Linked DNA regions of Mus musculus: region 1 is linked to region 2. A link is a contact called in public promoter capture Hi-C data. All regions are on one chromosome and are shown on one strand. The core of a region is the stretch at or near the end of the contact, and the rest is flanking DNA. Distances in the headings are between cores, read along the strand shown.

The links. Promoter capture Hi-C pulls out the DNA fragments that hold promoters and counts their contacts.
Region 1: a contact with region 2 is called in a promoter capture Hi-C map of the C10 cell line, with 2.8 times the contacts expected there. The contact joins the promoter of Yeats2 here to the enhancer-like site in region 2. A contact is called at or near these places in 4 of 39 promoter capture datasets (the 3T3-L1 cell line, the C10 cell line, liver and 1 more), 1 of 15 datasets of contacts at CTCF or cohesin (pro-B cells) and 2 of 9 other capture datasets (adipose tissue and liver).

What each region holds. Positions count from the first base shown.
Region 1 is chr16:20,136,137-20,142,759 of GRCm38.p6, forward strand. Yeats2 (YEATS domain containing 2) reads left to right here and starts at 4,927. Exons shown (of 31, transcript NM_001145930.1): 1 at 4,927-5,099.
Region 2 is chr16:19,914,225-19,920,446 of GRCm38.p6, forward strand. No RefSeq gene overlaps it. Among named protein-coding and RNA genes, the nearest start is that of A930003A15Rik, 33 kb to the left of the region's middle. Within about 2 kb of position 4,282, at least 2 of the 459 cell types and tissues checked have an H3K27ac peak or open chromatin away from gene starts, as enhancers often do.

The DNA.
Region 1 (6,623 bases), core at 3,677-6,176, 220 kb after region 2:
TATGAAAAAATCAGATATCAGCAGATATTGGTAAAGTTGAGGGGGAGGGAAACATTTATTCACTGTTCTTAGGAATGAAAACAACAAACCACTAAGGAAATTAGTGTTAGGGGTTCTCAAAACGTTAGAACTTAAACTAGAACTACCATATGGCTCAGCTGTACCATAGTACTCCTGGATGTATACCCAAAGGACTCCAAGTCCTACCACAGAGGGTTATGCATCCATGGTTTTTTGCTGCAATATTCCAAATAGCAAGGAAATAGGACTAGTCCAGATGCCCATTAACAGAATACATAATGAAAATGTGGCTCATATACACTGGAATTTCATCCAGCTCTCAAGAAAAATAAAATTATAAAGTTTGCAGGTAAATGGATAGAACTGGAAAAATATACTGAGATAACCCATACCAAGAAAGACAAATACTGTATATTCTGTCTTACATGGGGGATCCTAGCTTTGAATCTTTAGATCTGTGTGTTTAGCTTGGGGTAACTGTAGAGGCCTGGAAACTGAAATGGGCTCATTTTAGGTGAGTTGGGGGTGCTAATAGAAAGAAATGAAAGCAGAGACAGGGGTGTGGGGATACTAGGTATAGAAAGATTTATGAAGGGATTGGACAAATGAGGAGTGGGGGAGGGAAGGGGACTATCCAAAACAAAGTATGAATGAAGAGACCTAGTATTCTGTAAGCCGATTAAAAAAGAGAATGTGGGGTAGTGGTGGCGCACGCCTTTAATTCCAGCACTTGGGAGGCATAGGCAGGTGGATTTCTGAGTTCGAGGCCAGCCTGGTCTACAGAGTGAGTTCAAGGACAGCCCGGGCTACACAGAGAAACCCTGTCTCGAAAAACCAAAAAAAAGAAAGAGAGAGAGAGAATCTCTCTCTCTCTCTCTCTCTCTCTCTCTCTCTCTCTCTCTCTCTCTCTGTGTGTGTGTGTGTGTGTGTGTGTGTGTGTGTGTGTGTGTGTGTGTGTGTGTGTCATTAGTGTGGCTTACAGGCAGTGGTCTCAACCTCTCCTGACAGAAAGGCTGAGTCTGGTGGTTGTTCAGTCCACAAGAATGGGTATTTTAGCAGTCTCAATCTGGTGCTGGAATTCCAGAGATTCTTAATGAGCTGCAGGTCTTCAGACTACATTAGAATCTCAGAAAAGTGGGTTCTAATACCAGCAAAGGAATGCCTCAGGAACAAGATAGGTGAACTTGCCAGGGACCGTGAGAGCAGGCAGCAACAAGCAAAGGCTTCTCCCATGCCTTCTCATGTGGGCTGCCACTGGGTGCAGCTCAGATTTAGGGTGGTCTTCCCACTTCAAACCATCCAATTAAGAACATGCCTCATCTGAGGGGCCAGATGCTTGGGTTTTAATTGATTCTAGATATGGTCAAGTTCACAACCAAGGTTTGCCATTACAGTGATTAGCCAATTGTTCTCGGAATTGGCCTGGTACTGCAAACCCAGCCAAAAACCCATGGCTGCAGAGTTCTAAGCTCTAAGTGGGGGGCTTACTGTTGTGTAGCTGAATTGGCATGGCACCAAACTGCCTTCTAAATAGTCATGTTTATTCTCATAGGCAAATAATATTCATAGGCTTAGTCAGAGAACCTTTTCTTTGCAGTGGACAATGGCAAATGCAGAATCCTGGCTGTTCAAGGTGTTGAGAGTCAGGACTGACTGAGCACTCAGTCTAAAGGGGACATTAGGGCCGCGCCCTGTAAAGTTTAGGAAGCTCGGAGAAGCATGCAAGAGGGAGAAGGGCTGTGCAATGCTATCTTCAGAAAAATATAGATGTCTATTGTTTGATAATCCTCACCATGTATATGAGGATTATCTTGAATTTTGATCCTACTGTCTCTACCTTCCAAGAGCAGGGATTATAGGCATGCACTATCAAATTCCACCCAAAATCTGGGTTTCTGGCATGCCATCTGAAAGCCATAGAGAGAAACAGCAGCTCCATCGCATCAGACTACCACCTCTTCCAAAGTTACTATTGTGACTTGAACACTAGGCAGCTTTCCAGTTAGACCAAAGAAGTGGGCTTCTACTTTCCCAGGCATGTAGATAGATATTCTATGTGCTTACCTTGGAGTTTGACCAAAATTTGAATTAACTCTAATATACTCAGCCTGACCTTACCTTAATCTCTTTCTTGATGTTTTAGTTACTGTTCTATTGCTGTGAAGAGACACCGTGACCAAGGCAACATATAAAGACAGAATTTGGTTGTGGGCTTACAGAGTTGGGATTTAACTAAGCGATAGAGCCCTGGGTTTGATCCTCAGTTTAAAATTAAAAAAAAAAATAAATAAATAAATAAAAAGCCGGGCAGTGGTGACACACGCCTTTAATTCCAGCACTTGGGAGGCAGAGGCAGGCAGATTTCTGAGTTCAAGGCCAGCCTGGTCTACAGAGTGAGTTCCAGGACAGCCAGGGTTATACTGAGAAACCCTGTTTTGAAAGACCAAAAAAAAAAAAAAAAAAAAAAAAAAAATTGTCTGCTTGCTTACAGTTTCAGCAGGTAAGTCCATGACTATCATAACAAGGAGCAAGGCAAAAAGCGGGGATGGCATGGCAGTAGCTAACTAAGATCTTACATCTATCTAAAAGGTGGAGGCAGAGAGAAAGAGATGGCCTGGCACGGAATTTAGAAACCTCAAAGCCCACCTCCCAGTGACACATATCCAACAAGGCTACACCTCCTAATCCTTTCCAAAACAGTTCTACCAACTGGGGACCAAACATTTAAATATATGAGCCAATGGGGGCTATTGTCATTCAATTTCATGAAATTAGTTGATTTCATAGGTGCTAGGAATTTAACCCAGGGCCTCACACATATATCATACACCCACCCCCAAGAACTTAATTTTTATCTTCCAGACTTCTCTGAATTTTCACTTCAGGCTCAAAAAAGACTTTCTTGGTCTAAATTTAGATTAGGTTCAGTTTCCTTGTCAAACGGCAATTCTGTAGAGGCTGCTGCATGTGTCTCTAATCCTACCACTTAGGAGGCTAACCTGAAAGATAATCATTATGAGGTTGAAAATTTTTATCAGGGCTAATTAATTCTGCTTTGTGCACTTCTGTGCCCTCTGTGCCCAACTAACATATATAGGAGTGAGTCCCAGACAGTAGAGAAGCAATAAACATTGTTGAGAAAATGGTTCATCTTATTTTACTCCTGATAGACCTTAATATCAGGAGGCCAGGGATAAGATACATGTCTCTAGTCTTTGTCACTGTTCACAGCTTTTGAGTCTATAACTATGTGACAGTTTTGAATCTATACTATGTGTCATGACTGGGCTTGTTTTAAGACAGTTCTCATTATTTAGTTCTGGTTGGCTTGGAACTTACTATATAAACCAGGCTAGCCTTGAACTCAAAGAGATCTATCTGCCTCTGCTTCCTAAATGCTGGGATCAGAGTTGTGGGCCACTATTCCTGGCCCATGACTAGCCTTGATATAGGGGATATAGGAATATAACTTTTAAAATATTTCATATTAAACAAAATGCATAAAAAGATTGACAATATGTACATAAAATATAATAAAACTCACTACTCGGGCTGGTGAGATGGCTCAGCAGGTAAGAGCACTGACTGCTCTTCCAAAGGTCCTGAGTTCAAATCCCAACAACCACATGGTGGTTCACAACCACCAGTAATGAGATCTGACGCCCTCTTCTGGTGCGTCTGAAGTCAGCTACAGTGTACTTATGTATAATAGTAAATAAATCTTAAAAAAAAAAAAAAAACCTCACTACTCAGCTTGTGTGGTAAGTATGTACAAGCTGTACAATATGAGCAAGAGCTGAAAAAGTCTGAGGCAGCTCCAAGGTCAGCCTGGATGCTGTAGTCCTGAAGAAGTAATAGGAAGTCTTGGTGTGTAGTATCATGGAAGAAAGCTGGTTTCAAGCGATTTTAAAGGGAAAACCGAGGCTTAATGGATTGTCATTCATTAGCTGCATCTACATTAAGTAAATCTACAAAAGTAAATGTTTCTACAGAGAAACAGTGTCTCAAAAAACAAAACAAACAAAAAAGTTTTCAACGTTTTCAAACCTTCACCCTTTCTTTCAGTCTACAAAGTATCTGGGACCAGAGGGGGGAGGGGGGACCACTACACCTCACTCAGGTGCTACATCTACTAAAATGGGTTCACAATGATTAATGCCTTCTTCCTGTCTTTGCTTCCTTCATTCTCTCTCTCTCTCTCTCTCTCTCTCTCTCTCTCTCTCTCTCTCTCTCTTTTTGGTTTTTCGAGACAGGGTTTCTCGAGACAGGGTTTCTCTGTATAGCCCTGGCTGTCCTGGAGCTCACTTTTTAGACCAGGCTGGCCTCGAACTCAGAAATCCGCCTGCCTCTGCCTCCCAAGTGCTGGGATTAAAGGCGTGCGCCACCACGTCTTTCTTTCTTCCTTCCTTTCTTTCTTTCTTTCTTTCTTTCTTTTTTTTTTTTTGTTTGCTTGTTTAATATATATATTTATGGTGCTGGAGGTTGGACCCACAGCATTGCTCTAAGCAAGCACTCTACCAATAACTTTTACTTTGAGACAGGGCCTTGAATTCACTATGTAACTAGACAGGTTTTGTACTTGTGATGCTCCTGCCTCAGTCTCCAGACTACAAGTATTACCCCGCGATACTAGATACTAGGTTACGGCTGCTATATACACCTCTATCACTAAACACAGTGACGCAAGATGGTACGCTCAGCAGTGCGGTCACCATAGTTACTATTGCCATGACTACAAGAGAACCAGCATTCTCTCAAACTTTCAGCAGGAAGACAACGGTTGGCCGGCTCAAGCGGTCAACCTGAAGGTGCGACGCAGAGTTCAGGAGCAGCTTTAGCCCCCCGCGGCCACGCCGCCCCGACCCCGCCCCCACCGCGCGCGCCCGCGCCGCCCCGCCCTCGAGGTGACGTGCGGGGCGGAGCCTGACGGCGGGCGGGCTGCTCTGTCGTGAGCTTCCGCGCGGGCGCGTCCCGGGCCTCGCACGGCGGTTCCACGGGAGGAGACCTTTCGCTCTTTCTCTCCGCGTGGGGGTTCCGGGTCCCGGCAGGGCGGCGCTGCAGCTGGGCGCGCAGGAAGGGTGAGTGTCGGTGCGGGCGCGCGTCTTGTGCGGGGCATTGTCTGGCGCGGGCACGTGCACCCCTCCCCCACCGCGGCCGCGCGGACAGCTCAGCGGCGCGGACGGGTGGGCGCCTGGGTCCGCGGAGAGCCAGGTCCGGCGTGGGGAGGGTTCTTCTCGCCGCGCAGCCTCAGACGGGTCGCTTTGCAGCCGAGGCGGCTGAGCTTGCGCGGTGACCCGCGGGTGGTCCCGAGACGAGGTCGCCTCGGCAAGTTTGGATTTGCCCAAAGAAATCTGCGGCGGCTTAGGAAGGTTGCGAGAAGTCTGCACGAGAGCGTAGGACGGTGCTGTGTCCTATGGAAGCTTCGGAAAGTGAGGACTTGACCAGAAACACGGCTCGGTGTGCTTATGCAGAAGACAATAAGGCTTAGAGCTCATCTCCATTATGCAAGTATTTATGTTAAACAAAAAATACTGTGTCCTATAATTCTGCAGCTCACTAACATCTTACTAGTTTTGATATTGCTAGTATTTTTGTCTAGGCACATACCTAATTGCAGAAACAACCCACTTTTAAAATTCCATAACATAAACTAGAAGGTAATACACATTTATTCAGCAGTATCGTTGCCATTAATAAGTAGCAAGTACTCATCCGAGAATATTTTTAAAATTTAGACAAGGACAAAGAAGAAATTCTAGTGTCCAGAAGTAATTACTATGGGTGTGTATATTTGTGTAGTCTGCCTTAAAGGTAGGACCAAAACAACCGATGAGGGGTTGGTGCCTTAACTGTGGTTCGTTTTAGACGGGGGTCTCTTTCATATACATACATAGACCTGTCTCAGAACCTCAGTCCTCTCTGTAGACCAGGCTGGCCTCGAACTCAGATCTACCAGCCTCTGCTTTCCCAGTGCTGGGATTAAGGGTGTGGTTCCACCACCACCACATCTGGCAGACTTACTTTTTATAGGAAGCTCGTAGAAAGGTTTTGAGAAGGTAGTGGCACAATCCCACCACTACACCGGAGAAGTCAAAAGTGTGTGTGTGTGTGTGTGGGGGGGGTGCTGAGGAGTCAGGATGCAGCCTTCTGCGGTAGCCTGGATTGACTCCTTGCAAATGGAAGTAGACAGAGTGAAAAGATGAGCGTTTGGAGGTAGAATTAGCAAGCCTTGGAAGGGAAAGGGAGAGATAGCTTGTAGCCCAGGTTGGCCTTGAACTCTTGAACCTTCTCAACTTTTAAGAGTTGGAGTTGCAGGCACCGAATGCTGAGGGTTGCTTTGATGTGCGTGTGTTTTGGGTTTGAAACAAGGTTTTATGTTGCTCAGAGTGACTTCAAACTCCATATATAGCCAAAGATGGCTTTGAACTTTGGATTCTTCTGTCCCAACCTCTGGCGTGCTGAGAGTATATAGATTTTTGTCCACATGCCCTGCATTCCCTTTTTAATTCTTGTTTTGAGCAACCACATAGATAGATAACTGTACCATTTATTGAGATGGGGCAAGCATGCACCACCACCACCCGGCCTCAATCTGTTTTACA
Region 2 (6,222 bases), core at 3,032-5,531:
AGAGCCTACCTCTGACGTGACCATCTTACAGAACTGAAGGCATTTCAGACATACACTGACAAAAGACAGCCTCAGAAGGGCAGGCAGACTCAACTGGACCTTATGCTATCTCAGCTCATAGAGCTGTCCTAGCTCCTAAGGACTGTGCTCATTAAGTGAGCCTGCCTTCCTGGGAGAGGCTCATAGAAGATCCCTGACCTGCCCATTGGATTAACCCTTGAGGGAGTAGACAAGGACGTGTCTCCCCCTAGAGATAGATTCCATTATTTACAGGATCTTACTATGTACTCCATGTTGGACTCAAACTTTGTAGACCCTCTGGCTCAGCCTCCTGAGTGCAGGGGTATGCATGGTTTATCAAGTCTTTGACAGTTTTGACATACTCTAGGAAGTAATTGAACAGGGGCTTGGGTCATTTGGTCAGTGTGACCTTGAACTTCTGAAGGATAAGCTAAAGTATAGTCTGTATCTCTGGCTGAAGGGTTTAAGTGGGGCAGACATGCTGAGCACTGCAGAGTAGAGTGGTATTTGCTTAATAAACTTTAAGACCAGGAGAGCTGACCACTTGCATGGATGTTGAAGCTAGTAGTATGACCATTTCGATCCATCCATCCTGCACCAGCAATTTCAGATTTTACATCCAGGTATCAAAATGAAGTGCATATTTCTGCCTTTCCAGATGGTTAGAGTGTCTTCCTTCCTGTCTTCAGTTACTCTGGCTGCCCTTGAGGAAGACTCCTGAGAATAACTTCAAAACAAATGGAAACATTGGTTTGTGATCTGCATATTCTAGGGCCCCCTCTCCCCAACAGCCAGTATTTATACAACTGTCGTACATTGCCTTCCCCCACCCCCACCTCTCTCTCTCTCTCTCTCTCTCTCTCTCTCTCTCTCTCGATTAGATTACAAAACTTTGGATGCAAGTTGCTGATATGAGCCTCTCTGAGGGTTTTGCTTTGTTTTGTGCTTCTTTGGAATAAAAAGAAGGAGGAGGTGGAGAGGAAAGAAAACCCAAACAAACAAACCAAACATAAGAGACAATGTCAAAATGCCTTTGGTTCTCTTATTTTAAATTGTTATTCAAGTTCAAAGTGGTTGCTTTGTTTCTGTGTGTTTTAGTTTTGTTTTATTTAATCCTCAAGTATCTGTTTGCCGGGGTGTTACATTTTTTCTTGTTATGGAGAGTGATGTGGAGTATCCACCAGCACACTACTTGGACATGGGTTTAAGCCAATAGGAAGTCTTTACTAGCCAGCTGGTAACTACACTGAGTGTTTGGGATCCTAGTGTAGCCCCTAAGCCTTTCTCCGAGCCTTTAAGTACAAAAACCATATTTTAGGTTGACACACTTCAGTTAACAAGAACAGTTCCCCAGAAGAGGAACTACAGAAGCCAAAAAGCAAGGTTAATAATTTAGAGGCTTTCCCAGGACTGTAGCCATTGATGGATTAGGTCTTTGTTTTCATTTTGGCAGATGGTGCTGCCCACTCCCTGAGATTAATGGCCTGGATGGTACTTCCATCACGGAGTCAGTTGTGCTAAGGTCTCAGAACATATTACAGTGAATGCATTTGAAAGGTCAATTGATGACCTCATTCTTAATAGCTGAGTAGTAGTATTCCATTGTGTAAATGAACATTTTCTGTATCCATTCTTCTGTCCTGGGACATCTAGGTTGTTTCCAGCTTCTGGTTATCACAAATAAGGCCACTATGAACATAGTGGAACATATGCCCCTGTGGCATGATGGGGCATCTTTTGGGTAATTCCCAAGAGTGATACAGCTTGTTCTACAGTAGATCTATTTAGAATTTTCTAAGGAACATCCAGATTGATTTCCAGAATGATTGTACCAGTTTGTAATCCCACCACCAATGGAGGAGTGTTCTCTTTCTCCACATTCTCTCCAACATGTGTTGCCACCTGAGGTTTTGATCTTAGCCATTCTGATTGGTATAAGGTATTCCACTCAGGGTTAACGAAGACATCCTGAGTTTTGCAGGCAAATAGATGGAACTAGAAAATATCATCCTGAGTGAGGTAACTCAGACCCAAAAGGGCATGCATGATATGTACTCACTGATAAGTGGATATTAGCCAAAAAATAAATAAATAAAAACTACAGAATACCCAAGATACAGTCCACAGAACTCAAAAAGGCCAACAAGTTGAAGTGCCCAAGTGAGGGCACCTCAGTCCCACTTGGGAAAGAGAAGAAAGCCATCACAAGTGGAGGGGGAGGGAGGGACCTGGGAGGGAAAGTAGATGGGGGAGGGGTTGACAGGGGGAGAGGGGAACCTGATCTGGTATCAGGTCAGGGAAAAGGACTGAATCCCTGAGGGCCAGCAGAAAGAATGGAGACAGGCAACCTCAGGAAATAGGAGGTTAGGGGGACCCTCCAGAATGCACCAGAGACCTGGGAGGTAAAAGACTCCCAGGAATCAAAGGGAAGGACCTTAGATGAAATGTCCAAAAGTAGGAAAAGGGAACTTATAGAGCCCACCTCCAGCAGGAAGACAGGACATCAAGTGAGGAATGGGGTTGCCATCCCACAGTCACACCTCTGACCCATAATTGTTTATGTCTGAAAAAATTACAGGGATGAAAATGGAAAGGAGCCTGCGAAAAAGAAGGTCCAATGACAGGCCCAAAGTGGGATCCAGCTCAAGGGGAGGTCCCAAGGCCCGACACTATTACTGAGGCTATGGAATGCTCACAAGAAGTGATCTATCATTACTACCCTCTGAAACACCCAACAAGCAGCTAAAAGAGTCAAGTGCAGATATTTGCACCCATCCAATGGACAGAAGCAGCTGACCCCTGTTGTTGAATTAGGGAAGGCTGAAAGAAGCTGAGGAGGAGGGCCACCCTGTAGGAGGACCAGCAGTCTCAATTAATCTGGACCCCCAAGATCTCTCAAATACTGAACGACCAAACAGGCAGCATACATTAGCTGATATGAGGCCTCCAACACACATAGAGTAGAGGACTGCCAGGTCTGTGTTCATTCAGAGATTAAACACCTAACCCCCAAGAGACTGGAGGCGCCAGGGAGTTTAGAGGTCAGGTGGGGTTGGGGGCATCCACAAGGAGACAGGGGATGGGAAGGGGGTGTGGATTGTGGAGAGTCGGAGGGTGGATGCGGGGCAGGGAATGGAATATGGAATGTAAAAATTAAATTAATTTTTTAAATGCATACAATCTAATAATCTATAATCTAATAAAGGAGAAAAGAATGAAATCAGAAAAAAAAGGAAAAAGAAAGGCCATTTGAAAGGAATCTAGAGTTAACTTAGTTGCAGATCCTGCTTCCTGACCTATAGGTTGCTTGTAAATCAGCAACCATCATACTGCTCAGTTCTACAGTTACTTTGGTTAATGGGAACATAACTGACTCAAAATCTTACTGGGAATTGGGGTAGCATGTCTCTCCCACAATTCCAGAGTTCCATTAATCAGCAAAACAAAGCTTCCTAATCAGCAAGAGTTAAGAGCCACAACCAGCCTTGATCAGCAAGGGTCAAGATCTACCCTTTCCTTTCTTGTAGAAAACTGTGCAATTGCCTCTTTCAGATATGCCATTAAGTATTTAAGGTGATGGAGAGCATAGTTTAAAAAGAAAGACTGCCTATTCTGGCCACAATGTGTTGGAGGCACAGGATAAAGTAAGTTCAATTTATTTGCATTTTTAAATATTTAAATTATTTTATTTGCCATAAACCCAGTAACTATAACATACACACACATAAAATAAGCACATAAATTAAAAGAACTATCATAAAGTTCTAGTATTACCCACCTTGGATATATTGCTCAAGGGAATGTCTTATCATCTGGGGAATTATCTCTGCATCCATAGGTAAAGAAAAATCTTCAGTAATGAACAAAACCAAGAACTGAGGGTATAACAGGAGTGCAGGTGGTTGTCTAATGGATTGCCAACTTTTTTCTCTGACATAGGCAAAATACTGAATACTTGGAAAAGACAGAAGACCAACCCCTACCCCCAAAGGAAAGGGAGCAACTTTAACCTTTCAGTATTAGAGAGGCCTAATGCTAGAAGTCCGTTAAATTGACTCTGTTGTGGGTGTTTTATATGACTCTGTGTCTTCCTGTTTCACCTATTTGCCCTGTTTAGATACTCAGAGCCAACATGTTCCCTCATGCCTTCTCTTCACAGTCTTCTGAGAACAAGAAGCCACCATTTCAGGAAGCCTGCTTTCACTGTCTTTGTTTACCCATGTGCTTCAAAAGCAGTTAGTGTTGGCATTCCTTCTACACTCCACACAACAGTTACCAAGAAACAGTCAGGTGGGCTTGGCTTGCTCTAAACAGGACTGTTTGATCTCTCTGACTCTCTCTCTCTCTCTCTCTCTCTCTCTCTCTCTCTCTCTCTCTCTCTCTCTGGCTCTTTTCTTTCTCTGACTCCCTTCTCCCTTCTTCTCCTCCACATATTCCTAGCTGGCGGCTGCTGCTGCTGCTGCTTCTTCTTCTTCTTCTTCTTCTTCTTCTTCTTCTTCTTCTTCTTCTTCTTCTTCTTCTTCTTCTTCTTCTTCTTCTTCTTCCTCTTTTTCTTCTTCTTCCTCCTCCTCCTCTTCCTCTTCCTCTTCTTCCTCTTCCTCTCCTCCTCCTCTTCCTCTTCCTCTCATCCTCCTCCTCCTTTTCCTCCTCCTCCTCCTCCTTCTTCTTTCCTGTCCCCTCTCTTTCTCTACCTCTACTCCCTTCTCAACTCCCCTTCCCATGTCCTCAAAAAAACTCTATTCTATACTAGACCTGTCATATGGCTGGTACCTCCGTGGAAGAGGATGCCTCAGTGTGGACCCACTGAGAAACCCCCTCCCACTGCATCATACCATGCTCTATAAAACATATCCTTGGCTTTATAAAACACATCAGTTAGGATATAATAGACCAGGAAAAAAATAAAACATGGAGTATAATTAATTCAGTCTTGAGAATGGAAAAAAAAAAACTATTATTTCAGTCTGATGAGAATTCTTTATTACTAGGGGTTGAGTATTTAGCCTTTAAGTAAAGTAGGTAAGACAGTTCTCAGTCTGGCTTTTTGCCCTTTTAGGCCGTGTCACAGTAGCATCTCTTTCTTTAATTTGGATCTATTGAGATAAGACCCAGACTTTAAGTTCTTGTCATTTGGGATTGTCACTGTAAAGGAAAGAAATATAGGCTGGGAGGGACTTGGAGGTATCATGAGATTCTGCAGGGAGCAGGGTCAACATTCAACTTACAGACTTTCCTTTTCTCCTTCCCAGGGACCTTCAGGGGGAGGCAGGTCCCAGCCCTTTATTCCCAACCCTGACAGTATAAAAAAGGAAAGGGACACTATATTCATATGTTTGTTTCATGCTGAGTGAGGGCATGATTGGGTTTTTAGGGTCTGTCTTCAGTATCTAAGTGAGGAGATGCATAGTAAGGGACCCAGTAGGGGTCTTACCCAAGCTAGTCATTGTCCTACTGTAAGCCAGGCTCCCTGTGTTTTGTGTAATGCTTGGTCTTGGAGGATTTGTCATGTCTCAGATGATTCTTGATTGGTTGATGTAGAAGCAGCAGTCCTCTTGGAGAAAGAGGCACGTGCCCCACCCCCTTTTTCTTCCATTAGATCTATGGCTCTCCTGTTTTGGAGAATGACCTATTCAAGGGAATCTATTTGGTTTGGGAGAATATTGATAGTGGCTGCTATTTCAGCTAGGGCACTAAAAAGTGCCTTTGATACTTGTTGAAAATAGCAAGTGGAGGTAGATACCCCTACTATGCCTATCCCCAAGGAAGATGAGATGCCTAACACAACCAGAATGAGCAGGAGGGGGAGTGTTCCCCTTGATTGAAAGTGTAGATTTAACAGACATTGTTGGGGGAAATGGAAGCTTTCTGGTTGTGAGAACCTTTATGTGAGGGTATTATTGAAAGACTAGGGTGGAGATTCCTGACAAATTGGCTGGCAAGCATATGTAGCTATCTGAGTCACAAAGAAAGATGCTTGAGGAGTTGAGGAAGGATGAGGTGGGGAGTATTAAGAGGTGGGGAAAGATCTTGCTTCTGGCAGACCAACATGTTTAAACAGTGATTTCATCTTGTCAGACATTTTCTTTTGACAGTGTGCTGCTTGAAGGGGTTGGTAGTGGGAGGTCTTGGTTGTGGGTAGACTTTAGCTGTAAATGAATAGGGTAGAGAGTTAAACTCTGGGGTGCACCAGTAAAGGAGTCA